Linked DNA regions of Mus musculus: region 2 is linked to region 1. Evidence: chromatin contacts called from public HiCAR-type data. All regions are on one chromosome and are shown on one strand. The core of a region is the stretch at or near the end of the contact, and the rest is flanking DNA. Distances in the headings are between cores, read along the strand shown. Region 1 has its middle 19 kb from the start of Tnfsf4. Region 2 has its middle 63 kb from the start of Gm31869.

What was found. HiCAR-type assays count read pairs that join an accessible place to other places.
Region 2: a HiCAR-type map of Th17 cells shows a contact between it and region 1, with 13 times the contacts expected there. The contact joins two enhancer-like sites. A contact is called at or near these places in 3 of 39 promoter capture datasets (3T3-L1-derived adipocytes, the HPC-7 cell line and frontonasal cranial neural crest), 3 of 484 Hi-C or Micro-C datasets (bone marrow-derived macrophages, embryonic stem cells and nephron progenitors), 2 of 115 datasets of contacts at active chromatin or transcription factors (Th17 cells and a beta-TC-6 cell line) and 1 of 9 other capture datasets (embryonic stem cells).

The regions. Positions count from the first base shown.
Region 1 is chr1:161,372,947-161,379,048 of GRCm38.p6, forward strand. No RefSeq gene overlaps it. Among named protein-coding and RNA genes, the nearest start is that of Tnfsf4, 19 kb to the right of the region's middle. Within about 2 kb of position 3,490, at least 17 of the 459 cell types and tissues checked have an H3K27ac peak or open chromatin away from gene starts, as enhancers often do. A contact at or near this core is called in Th17 cells, where this site is marked.
Region 2 is chr1:161,701,636-161,707,737 of GRCm38.p6, forward strand. No RefSeq gene overlaps it. Among named protein-coding and RNA genes, the nearest start is that of Gm31869, 63 kb to the right of the region's middle. Within about 2 kb of position 3,051, at least 29 of the 459 cell types and tissues checked have an H3K27ac peak or open chromatin away from gene starts, as enhancers often do. A contact at or near this core is called in Th17 cells, where this site is marked.

The DNA of each region.
Region 1 (6,102 bases), core at 2,240-4,739:
TATAGAAATTCTAGAGGCATTCTAGAAAGACACAAGCTTGCATGCCACAGACTTGATCATACATCCTAGATCTATTGCTTACTTGCTGTTTCTCTCAGAAATACTTGATTGTTGAGGTTTGGTCTGTTGCTATGGACTGTAATGCTAGATATTGGCCCCCTAAGGTCTGGTTGCCCCCAGGGACAAGGAGATCCTCATGTACATCATATGATGCTATGTAACCTTGCTCCTTAATTTAAAACTAGAAGTTGAATAAAGATGCCTACAGCCTATAGCAGGGCAGAAGAGAGGTAGGTGGAGTTTTGGCTCCTGGGCATGAGGTCTGAGGCAGGACCACTGGAGGAGAGAGAGAGAGAGAAAGTGGAGAGGGAGGAAGATACCATGGACTATTTGATTGTGAGAACTGGCCATGAGGGCTGTCCAGTCCGAGTAAGAGCAGCTCAGGTGGAACATGGCAAGGCATATCTCAGGGTTATTGGCAGGGAAGTAGACAAAACAGCTTAGAGGGTCGACATCTGCCCAGCTCTAGTGCTGTCTGAGGCCTGTTATAAATATAAAAGTGTGTCTTTTACCTGGGAAATAAATGATCTAAGGCAGGTAGAAACCCTTGATTGATATTAATTATTACCACAACACTCAATGCTCTAAATTTCCATATTACCCAGGCCTCTGTTTACTCACTCCCTAGCTCCCTCTTGTATTTGGATTTTTTAAATAGATCTTATAATTATCTGTTACATTATTTGTTCAAAAGTTGAATTTTGAGTAGTCTTTTTCTATTTGTTACTGTATTAAAATGAAGCCTGGTATAGGGCCAATAAAATGCCTTAGTAGGTAAAGGAATTTGCCACCAGGCCTGATGATTCTTGGAACCTAAAAGATGAAAGGATAGAACTAACGCCACTGATCTTCTCTCTCTCTCTCTCTCTCTCTCTCTCTCTCTCTCTCTCTCTCTCTCTCTCTCTCTCTCACACACACACACACACACACACACCCCACATGTATATATCTTCCAAATAAATAAACAAATAAATATGAAACAAGAGTGATACTTGGTATGAAGCAGGTATTAAATTATTAAATGAATGACTTAGTCTTAGTAAATTCCCTTGTTATTTTCCCCCACTAATAAAAAGTCATTTTTCTACTAAATATTTCAGTAATGACAGAAGAGCAATTTTTCTGTGTACATCTAGCACAGTGCAGGCCATATCAAATGTATTTAGGACCTGTGCTGATTGCCCTCTTGCCTCCTGCAGCTCATTCCTCTGCTGGCTATCAAGGTTGTAGACATCCCAACACACCCCCATGCCCTTGCTGCCGCACTAGACTCTTGGAGCTAGCAGCTAGATGGCTCAGTAGGTAGACACCTGCTGCCTAGCCTGCTGACCTGAATTTATTCTCTGGGACCCACTCAACAGAAGGAGAGCATTGACTCACTAGTTGTCATCTGGCTTCCATATGGTGCAGGGGTTCACATGCACCCTTCCCCACGGACACAGAATAAGTAAAATAAAATCTAATTTAAAAACTGTAGTCACTAAGTTATGTTTTGTCAAATGGACTTTTTATTTGCCAAGGTGAGCATGAAAAAGTTATGGGTCCTGGTGCATCACAAAAGCCAAGCACATGATGCGTTGCTTTAAAATATGTTATAGTTTTATTAGAAATGGAATTGATTTTAGATATAATTTCTCATAGTTGCTCCTCTACCTAAGACAAAACTGCATTCCATCCAGTAAGCCCATCACAAACAGGAAACACTGTGAGTCAAAATGTATGCCGTACACCTAACCTGCTAAGGATGTGTCCATGACAGTGTGTAGGGGGAGGTGCTGATTCCCTAATTGGTTTTGGATTTGGTCAATAAAGAAGGTGGAAGCCAATTGCTGGATGAAGGGTAATGGTGGGACTTCTGGGTCCCAGGAGGAAGAAAAGACTCGCGGAAGGAGAAAAGGTTTCTCATCCAGGCTTTGGAATGAGAAGCATGCAACAACCATGTAAAGTCTTGGGGTAGTTAGAGCCTGTGGCCTCTGCCACCAGAGGATGGCTGATATAGACTAGCTGATAAGGTTAGGGCAGAAGATTCTGTGCCCAACAACTGTGTTATCTGGCAAGTTCTAAGATAATAGAGCTGTTGGTGTTTTTCTTCCATGGAGCAAAGATGGGCAGAGATAGAGAGAAGCCCCAAGGCAATACTGGCAGCTTGGCGAAGCTAGCAGGGAGGGGCTGGGGCAATCAGAGCTCCCTGGAAAGGCAGTAGCTGCCCATTGACTGAGCTAAGCTGGGAGGGATGGGCAAGTCAGGAGTGGGACTGACAGCTAAGCCCTGGGCAAAGGAGGAAACAACAACAAAAGGTATTTGTCCCTGGACCCTTCTTTTCTGGCTGCTTGGTGACAGGAGGGGACAAGCCCTTCTCTGTCATAGCTTCTGTCATGATGCTTCTGCTTTGCTGCAGTCCTAAATGCACCTGGACCAGCTGACTGTGGACTTACCCTTCTGAAAGTATGAGGTCCGCTTTGTAAAATGACGTCATTGGGGGCAAGGCACAGCCTAAAGGCCAGTTCCATACAACATAGACTAACTTAGGGGAGGGCACAGCTGATAACCACAATTTGGTGGATTACTTTCTTTGCCAAGTAGAAGCTTTCTACGGAGATTCAGGGAGTGATTTATAATTTTTTTTTTCTATTTTCAATGAAGTTCTCACTCCACTACTAACTTATGAAAAAAAAGTGGCATTTAGATGTCAAAAAGAGTAAGAAAAGGACATGTGTTTGCACCTGAAACAGCGACTTCTGTTTCTTATTGCAGATTCCTCTTTCAGTGTGAAGCTGGAGGGAGGAGACCTCTATATCAATATAACCACTGGCATTTAGCTAACCTTTCACCACAGGTCCTTCACTTCCCAGTTGCTATGGATAAGAAAGATAGAAAAAAAAAAAACCCAAAAAACAAAAAAAACCCAAAACCACTGTTCAGAAAGTTGCTCACTGTTCCTATGCAAAGAAACGTCACGGTGAGAACAGAGAGAAAACAGAGTGGTTCTATTAAAGCCCAGTGGCAGACAGGAGGGCTAAGATATAGACAGGAAGAGAGGAGCAGGGGATGGTGGGAGGAATGAGTCACTTAATTGCAAAAAGGTGCCAAAGAATCTGGTGGACAGGGAGCTTAGTTGGTGGTGGAGACAGGCCTGGCTAGAGCCAAGGTTTGGGTGGGGAAGCTGTCTTCTGGTCAGACTCTGTCTCTACCTGCTGCTGTACCATACAGTAAGCACACCATGCACTCAGTCTCAGGACTCTCCATTGCCACCTGTGTGGGACAACAGAAGCTTTGTAGCTAGGGAGAACCAGAGTTTGACTTTTGGCCACACAAGTCTCCGTGTGACTCTAAAGATGTCATCTAGCTTTTGTGAACCTGTGTCCTCATTGTTTTGATGCTCCTGATGACTCAGTGAGCTTCTATATGCAAAGTATTCAGTGGGGGTTTCAAGGAACTCAATAAGAATAGCTCTCACCACTAAGATCTACCCATGAGTGGATGAGTGTTGGGACCAGGGTGGTAGCAAGAGTTTTAAAAAGATGCAGTGGGGGATTGTAGAGATGAATCAGTAGTTCAGCCTTCTGCTCTCCCAGAGGAACTGCATTTGATTTCCAGTACCCATATTAGTTGATTCATGACTGCCTGTAGCTTCAGCTCCAGGTGAATGGACATCTCTGCCCTTCAACAGTACTCACAGGTCCACACCCTCCCATGGTGCCCACACCCAATAAAGAAAACAATAAGATAAAGTCCTAAAACATGATGATGTCTTTAGCTTTAGAGGCTTCTGAATTTAATTTTCGTCTCTATCATGTCCTTCCTGATTTTCAGTTCAGAGGAAATCACCCTGGGGTTTGGGCTAGGTCATATCCTTGCAGTCTCTGCTAAGTTGATGGGCATCCCCCTCAGGCAAGCCCCTCTTTCATGTCCTCTTCCTCTGCTGAGGCGTTATGGGATCAGCTGGTCTGCTTTTTTGTGCTGGCTCCCACAATTTCCTCCCCATCCCCCAGGAGGCGGCGCATCTTTTCCCTGGACCCTTGCTGAGGCAAGATGCACTTACAGTAGAGTTCCCCTCTCCTTTTCTGTTTCCTGCCAATACATGGGGTTTCCCTGGTTGTTTACATCTTTAGGAGATTTTTGCAAAGAGAAGAAAAAGTATATATATAAAAGAGGAAACCACAATGAGACATGATCCTGAGCCTCACACTTGAATTATGCTACGGTTGGTTTCTCTTAGCCAACCCTCTCCATTACCGTCTTTCCAAATGAATTTCTGAATTCACCTTTACATACTCCCCTCTCATAAAATAACTTTTATCATTTTCTTTAGATTTTTCTTCCACACAAATGCTCAATGTATTTTTCTAGATTGATAGTAAGCAATAGAAACGGGATGAATTGTAACCAAGTTCTCACTGAGATTTTTTAAAAATTTTTATTTTATTATTTTGAGTGTATGGGTGTTTGCCTGCATGTGTGTTGCCTTAGTGTTTCTACTGATGTGTTAAAACATCATGACCAATATAGAGAGTTTATTTGACTTACATATCTTAAATCACAGTCAACTGATGAAATCCAAGGTAAGAACTCAAGCAGGGTTGGAAGCTACAGGCAGGAGCTGATGCAGAGACCATGGAGGGATGTTGCTTACTGGCTTGCTCTTCGTGGCTTGTTCAGCCTGCTTTCTTATAGGACCCAGGACCATCAGAACAGGAATAGCACCACCCTTAATGGTCTGGGCCCTTGCACATTAATCACCAATTAAGAAAATATACTACAGGTTTGCCTACAGCCTGATCTTATGGAGGAATTTTCTCAATTGAAATTTCCTCCTCTCCAGTAACTCTACATGTGTCAACTTGATAGTAGACTAGCCAGCACACGTGTGTATGACATGGATGCAGTGCCCGAAGAGGCCAGAAGAGTGAATCACATTCTGGAAGCTGTAGTTATGGACAATTGTGAGAGCAGCCGTGTGGGTGCAAGGACTAAGATCCTCTGGTGACACAGACAACACTCTTAACTGATGAGTACCTTTCCATTGTTGTTTTTTTTTTTGTGTGTGTGTGTGTTTATTTTTGTTTTTCTTTTCTTTTTTCTTTTTAAAGGTTTATTCCCATTAAAAAGGAAACCCTGCTCCAGTGAGACTGAAACTCTGGATGTATGACAAGTCTGCTTATTAAAAGCCATATATCAGGTACTCATAGGTGTCATGTTACTGTCACCTCTTGCAACTCTGAGAGGTTAGGGAGAAAGTGAACTTGTTCTCTCTCTCTCTCTCTCTCTCTCTCTCTCTCTCTCTCTCTCTCAGAAAGTAATTTTCTTCTGGATCTCGAGGAAAGAGGAACAAGACCAAAGTGCTCCTGGGAAACTCTTGGTTTGCAAGTGTCTGCACATAGCTTTTTCACATAGCTTTTCCGTTGTACACAAAACAGAGGGCGGGTGTGGGGAGTCATCATACTCTTTACCACATTCACTCATGAGACATTTTTAGAAGGTTAAGTTTTTTTTACCCAGTTCCTCCAACGATTCTTCCATTATGGCTGAAAAGCTACAGCCAGCCAAGATTCAAAGGCAGTCCTATTGTGTTAGTGTCCCTCATAGACTGAGGGGACCAGAGACATCATCTGATGGAACCTTGCCGAGACTAGCATGATATCTGCTGTGGGAAAGGTCTTAAATTTCCAAAACACAGCATGACAGCTCAGCACATGCGTGTATCTACATAGTCTTGCCTTTACCCCACTATTTCTGATACTTTCCTACGTCAGCTGTTTGCTGTTCTTTCATTTTGATGACAGTGTCTCATGCAGCTCAGGCTGGCCCTCAACTCACTATGTAAATAAGGCTAGCTTTGAACTCTGCCAGGTCAGGCTTTTGCTTTCCATGTCCTTTTTAATCATTATACTCTAATCTGAACTTTAAAAGTCATTGGCTTTGATGATTAACTGTGTTGAGGGCTCACTGTCCTTAACTGCTCTTGCCAAAGAGCAATGGAGAAGAAGAACTAGTGTATGTGGCTTCTGAATGTTAGAATGCACTGTGGTATGATGAAGGAGG
Region 2 (6,102 bases), core at 1,801-4,300, 330 kb after region 1:
CTCTCTCTCTCTCTCTCTCGCCACAGAGCAACCTTGGGATAGGAAACCACGTGCTCGTCTAGATGTAGAAATGGCTTTGATGTGTGGTCTAGAAACACACCAGTGAAACACAAGATTGGGTCACAATCTCAGACATGCTACTGGATTATTCCACAGGCATTTTTTGTGAAATTTAGAGGCGGGGGGGGGGCGTGGTTTCCTTGCTGTGGTGGAGGAAGAAGGGAGGGAGGGAGGGAGGGAGGAAGGAAGGAAGGAAGGAAGAAAGAAAGAAAGAAAGAAAGAAAGAAAGAAAGAAAGAAAGAAAGAAAGAAAGAAAGAAAGAAAGAGAGAGAGAGAGAGGAAGGAAGGAAGAGAGAGAGAAAGAGAAAGAAAGAAAGAAAGAAAGAAAGAAAGAAAGAAAGAAAGAAAGAAAGAAAGAAAGAAATGCACTGATTTTGTTTTCAAGTGGTATTATCATATGGCTACGTTGATTTCCATCTCTCTAGGATCTTTTGATGACTTTTTTCTTTAGTTGTTTCTACACACAAATTATATATATGTGCATTTCTAAACACATAGATACAACCTACTCAGTCCATATACTGCTATAATTTCAAAGAATTTAAAATTAAAAGAGAAAATACAAAGATCATAAACTTTTTAAAATTACTCAAAGTCAGACACCAAATCAAGTTCTTAGGTGAAGGCAATATATTTGGGAAGCTTTCTCAGTCCTATGAGAAAATTTGGAAAACAGATAAGAAAAGTCAAGGAAGAATGGATCAACACATATGTAACTAAGTGTGTTCAACTGAACCATACTCTCCCTAGACCCTCTGGGAACCTATGAGGAACATAACTGAAGACTTGTCCTCTTGGCTCCTCATAAATACTTTTCTGATAGCTCATCCTTGCTTTGATGAAGAATAAGGCCAGTGTCACTGAGACATGCAGGAAGACTACAGCATTAGTGTCCCCAAGATACAAAATAAATGTCAGCTTTCACAGGAAGCATCAAAAGAAAAGAAGAGGTCTATCAGGTAGACCAGTAGTTCTCAACTTGTGGGTCATAACCTCTTTAGGGTTCCATATCAGATATTTACATTACAATTCGTACCAGTGGCAAAACTACAGTTATAAAGTAGCAACATTGTATTAAAGGGCTACAACATTAGGAAAGTTGAAAACCACTAAGGTAGACAGACAGCATTTCTCTCCCATAATTAATTAGAAAATGGTAGCGAAGAAAGTAATCAGACATTAAGAAGTCATTAATAACCTTGGGTTTCATATATACTTAAAGTACTTTACCATGAAACACTCCTAACTTCTGCTTAAACAGCACAAGAGAAGTGGGCATGGAACTGCACTTCGGGTTTTATAACTGCTTAATTGAGTTGCAGCCTGCTGGCTAGGATATTTTTGTATCATCTTCACAACAATAAGAATTATAGTCCCAATTTTGAGTAAAATGGAAGCAACCACTTTTGAAATTTTAGTGATAGCACCTAGTATCTATACATCAATCATGGAGGTACCTGTACTAATTCTTAAATGAAAAAGTTCTTACTCAACATAAACCCTGGACAATCTTATGAGCCTGAGACAGAATTGAATTCATCTGGAATCCATCATTTTCATTCTGATGGGTACACATGACCTCAGCAGTGACCGTCAAAGAGGCCAGCACTAAGAATCATTCCCCCCAAATATTCCATTTTTAAGAATTATTTACAGATGAAAAACTTTTTCCTGGCCATTGTTAACGATAGGCAACATCATTGAATCTTAATGATTTATTAGGGGTAGTAATAAAGAGATAGAAACACCACAAAATATTGATAACTCCAACCTGAAGTAAAGTTTATGTTCTCCTCATTGGATTATTTCTGTCTTTTAAAGGCTACAATGGCGTCTCATCTTATCTGATTTCTCGCCTCGAAGATTATAGTCAGTCCTCAGTCCCTTCTACAAAGCAATCACAGCCTAAAGACATCCCAACGGGAGGGGGCCTCTGAGAAGACCATGCTTCAGTTAGCATACCGACACACATAACACTGAAGGGTTTTGTTACATGTTGAAAGCTGGCAGGTGCGCATGTTCCTCAGGAGTGGTCAGTTAAGGTCAAATGCATCCTTCTGATTTCCCAGAGTCACTATTTTTTCATCTTACAAAAAGGAAATGAAGGAATCAGGGGAAATAGTATAACAAATCTGTAAGATCCTTCTATATTATGAAGTCTGTCTCTGTCTCTGTCTCTGTCTCTCTGTCTCTCTCTGTCTGTCTCTGTCTCTCTATCTCTGTCTCTCTCTCCCTCTCTCCACCCCCTCTCTCCCTCATGCATAGTGTGTGTGTGTGTGTGTGTGTGTGTGTGTGTGTGTGTGTCTACTGCAGAGAAGTAAGGATTAACCATTATAAGATGGCCACTGAGGGACATCATGGCATCAGTAATACTGAAGTTTCAATCTGGATTTGTCCTCTATCCACACAGGGCTTCCAGAAAAGAGGCATCTTGTGACAGAAATTAAATGTGTGGCAATGAATGAAGAAACAAGAAGAAAACAGTTTACAGAGTCCAAGTCAACCCTTAAGGGGAAAAAAAAATGTACCCTTCAAAACCTTGTCTAAATCTCAGCTTAGCTTGCAGATAAGAGCACATTACCATCAGGTGAGTGAGACACCCCCCCCCCAAGGGCTAGTAGATCTTACATTAAGGCAGCTTCTGCCAGGCAATGCTTATGGCATCTATCTGTTGGGTTTACAATATCCAGATTATAGAAACATACATTTGTGAAGCTCACCATTTGGAAGGAGTCAAGTGCTGTGTGGTCTGCTGTTGCTGGGCCTGGACACAATCCAGCTGGATGCTACTATTGCCTTCTACTCTTCATAGGCAGAGAGCAGGCTCTCTGATTCTCCTCTGCACCACCAAGGCCTCCTCCGTCCCCTTTCCACCGCTGCCATCTTGCTTCTCTGTCTTTACTGTTTATTTCCTTATAGCCTCCTCTGCTCTCCAGATCAGTGTTTACACTCTTCCCTCTGCAGCTATACTAAAGGTACAAAGGACATCTGACAGCATCCTAGGAGTCTTCCCCTCCATTGCCTGGTAACAAACAAACAAACTATAAACAATGTGGTCACGTTTCATTCTAGAGAAACTAGGTCACTTGTGATTTCCAGAAAGATACATGCACAATTCCTCCCCCAAAGAGCTGCAGAGACTTCAATTCAGAGTGTTAGAGAGGAAGCAAAACACATAGGGCTAGCCTGACTTAAATAGAAGAGCTATTTAGTAGAATCTGGGGCTCTAAAAAGAAGTTTGAGAATTAGGAGAGAATAGCTAGGACTTGAATTAGAAAAGAACAAAGGCTTTCTAGACTCAGAACTGTTACATGCCAGAGATCATTTGACCTGGCTGTTTCATGTTTATAGAAGAAAAAACAGAGTTTCGTAGACTAAGGTTACTCAGGGTCATCTCACCATTTGAAGGTTGCCTAGTCTTAATTATTCAAAACAGCACATATTGCGTGGTTTGGGTGTTTTCTTCTGTTCTTTGTTGCTCTCATTTTGCCTTTGTGAATCGCAAGGCTTCTGCACAGAAGAAAGCAAAACTGTGGCTCCCAAGCAGCTAGAAGCTGTATTACCAGACTCTCACTTATTTTGTCCCTAACAACTAGTGTTCATTTTTGACCTAGTCTGAGTCTGACCAGTCTTTATTTTCCATACACATGACCTGCTAATCCTCTCATTTTGGGTTCTCAGTTTAGTGACTCAGAAGTGATGTACATTTCTGTCCTTTCCCTCCTTTCTTGTGCTCATTGGCTCCCTGCTCAATCATTTAGCTCAACACATGATGCCCCAGAAACTCCCATTCTCTGTTTTCAGTTTCTTGTCTCCATTCACTCCATGGGACACCTAGAAACAAGCTGAGTATAGTCCTTACCTCCATCTAGGTTTATAAAAATCCTCAAGGAGAACACAGCTAGAGGGATTTGAGGCTAGCTGGTGATCTGGGTTTTTTGTTTGTTTTTGGTTTTGTGTTTGTTTTTTGTTTTATAATTGCTCTGTTTATGATGCAAGGAATCAAGACCCTTTATAACAAGGACCTCAAGTAACTGTTCTATTACAAGATTGACTCTCAGTGACTTTGACTGCAGAGCCAGTGCAATGCAGTCATACGGAGGTTTGAGTTCTGTACCCTCAGCAATTGGCATTACCCTGAAATGAAACCATCCAGGCTGAGAAAGAGTCTTAGAAGAATCCAGAACCTCCACACATAGCCATCTCTCCAAGGGCAGATGGGGCCATCTGTCTCCTTGACTGTGCCGTCACCATGCCTCACGCTTTTGGGAATCCCCACTTGCCTCTTGTTGATTCTCTTCAGTCCACCTCACTGCCATGGCTCTGTGCCTCCCGCTTTTGGACCCTCCTGAGTCTGTGTCTGTGCCACAGGACCTCCGCTCACCTCGGTCACCACCTAGGCACATGTCCCTTAGAACATCCCCAAATTTACATTCCACCCAGCCACTTCATTCTTCACACAGAGACTTTCCTTTCTCTGTGTCTCTCACGCAGTTATTTCCCTTTCTGCCTACTCTTAATCCTAAACTGCCATGGCCAATCCAGTGGGTCTGCCTACTTCCAGTTAATCCCCTTTGCTGTCACTCCCTTCCTCATGTGGCATTCTAAAGTATTAAAAGCATGGCATATCTTTCCTGGGCAACCTCCTTCATCCCCAGTGGATGAGACCATATCAAATATTTTGCTTGTAAATTCAGAATCCTGCATTAAACTTTTGGTCTGAGTGGCCTTTGGTTATTGAAGATTCTATAACCACACATGGTTCAGCCACAAGTGGACTGTTTCCTCGATAGACTTCTCCTGAAAGGCAATGTGACTTTGGTGTCACTTTGGGTGTAGGCTGCTTTCTCCTAAGAGTCAAGAGCTTCCCTGTTTTAAAAACCTAAGCAGAAGAACCAAAAATAAAGTGTTGCGTGGCTATCTTCCACTACTGGGGATATTCTAAGAAAATATAGGTTCAAAGGCAGAAATACCACAAGTTTGAGGCCAGCGTAGTCTACATAGTAAATTTTAAGCCAGCCAATGCCATATAGTGAGACTACTTAAAAACGTGTGTGTGTGTGTGTGTGTGTGTGTGTGTGTGAGAGAGAGAGAGAGAGAGAGAGAGAGAGAGAGAGAGAGAGAGAGAATTATCTGATGTATAGCTTATGATAATATGTTACCTAAGTTATTTTAAAGGATTCAAAGACACATTATATTGACAACACTGATTCTTGATTTAGCATGAAGATGTTCAATGGGCAACTGAAATGAGATTAAATTTTTTAGCATCTCTACTTTCATACTTTGTGTCTCCTTGACTCTCTAAACCTTTAGAGACCAGATTATTACACAGGTTTTTTTTTTTTTAATTTAGACATGTTGGTAACTTAATAATTTGAATTTTTTGGAGCCATAATATGGTCAAATTGACTAGGTCTCATCTTCTCATCTGGTTTCTCTTCTTCTCCAAGAAAGAAAAAAAAAGAAAAGAAAAACCACTCAAGACAGGAAACAGCAGACCATAAAAGGGGTGGTAACACTTGAGTTCCTGGAAGATCTCAACATACTTCAAGAAAAGGTCTGCCAAGTTCTGCCCCTATTCACGCTGGCCACTCCCTTGTTATTCTCTCGCTGTTCCTGAGAGTCCGTAACAACTTGGAGCCAACACCCTGCTTTGCCAATGCTTTCCCTCTTCTCTATCCTTTGGCACTGTTGATACTTTGTGCACTGTTGATACTCACTGTTCAGCTTTAGTTTCATTAGCTTCATGACAACAAAAGGAAAAAGAGTCCACTTTAGGGGCTTCTCCTACCAAAGGGAACCATCAAACCATCCATAAAACTCTTTGGCCATCAAATCCTATAGACATTGTTACTATCCAATTGGACTGATTTATTGCATATGTATTATTAGCTATACACCTGGTATCAATCTAAGTGCTTTGGATACAGCATTGAATTAAATAGACAAAGCCTCATGCCCATGACACTTACATTTAATGATGAGAACACTCAACGCTGAATTGTGTTCTTCCATATATGTTGAAATCATAACCCTCAG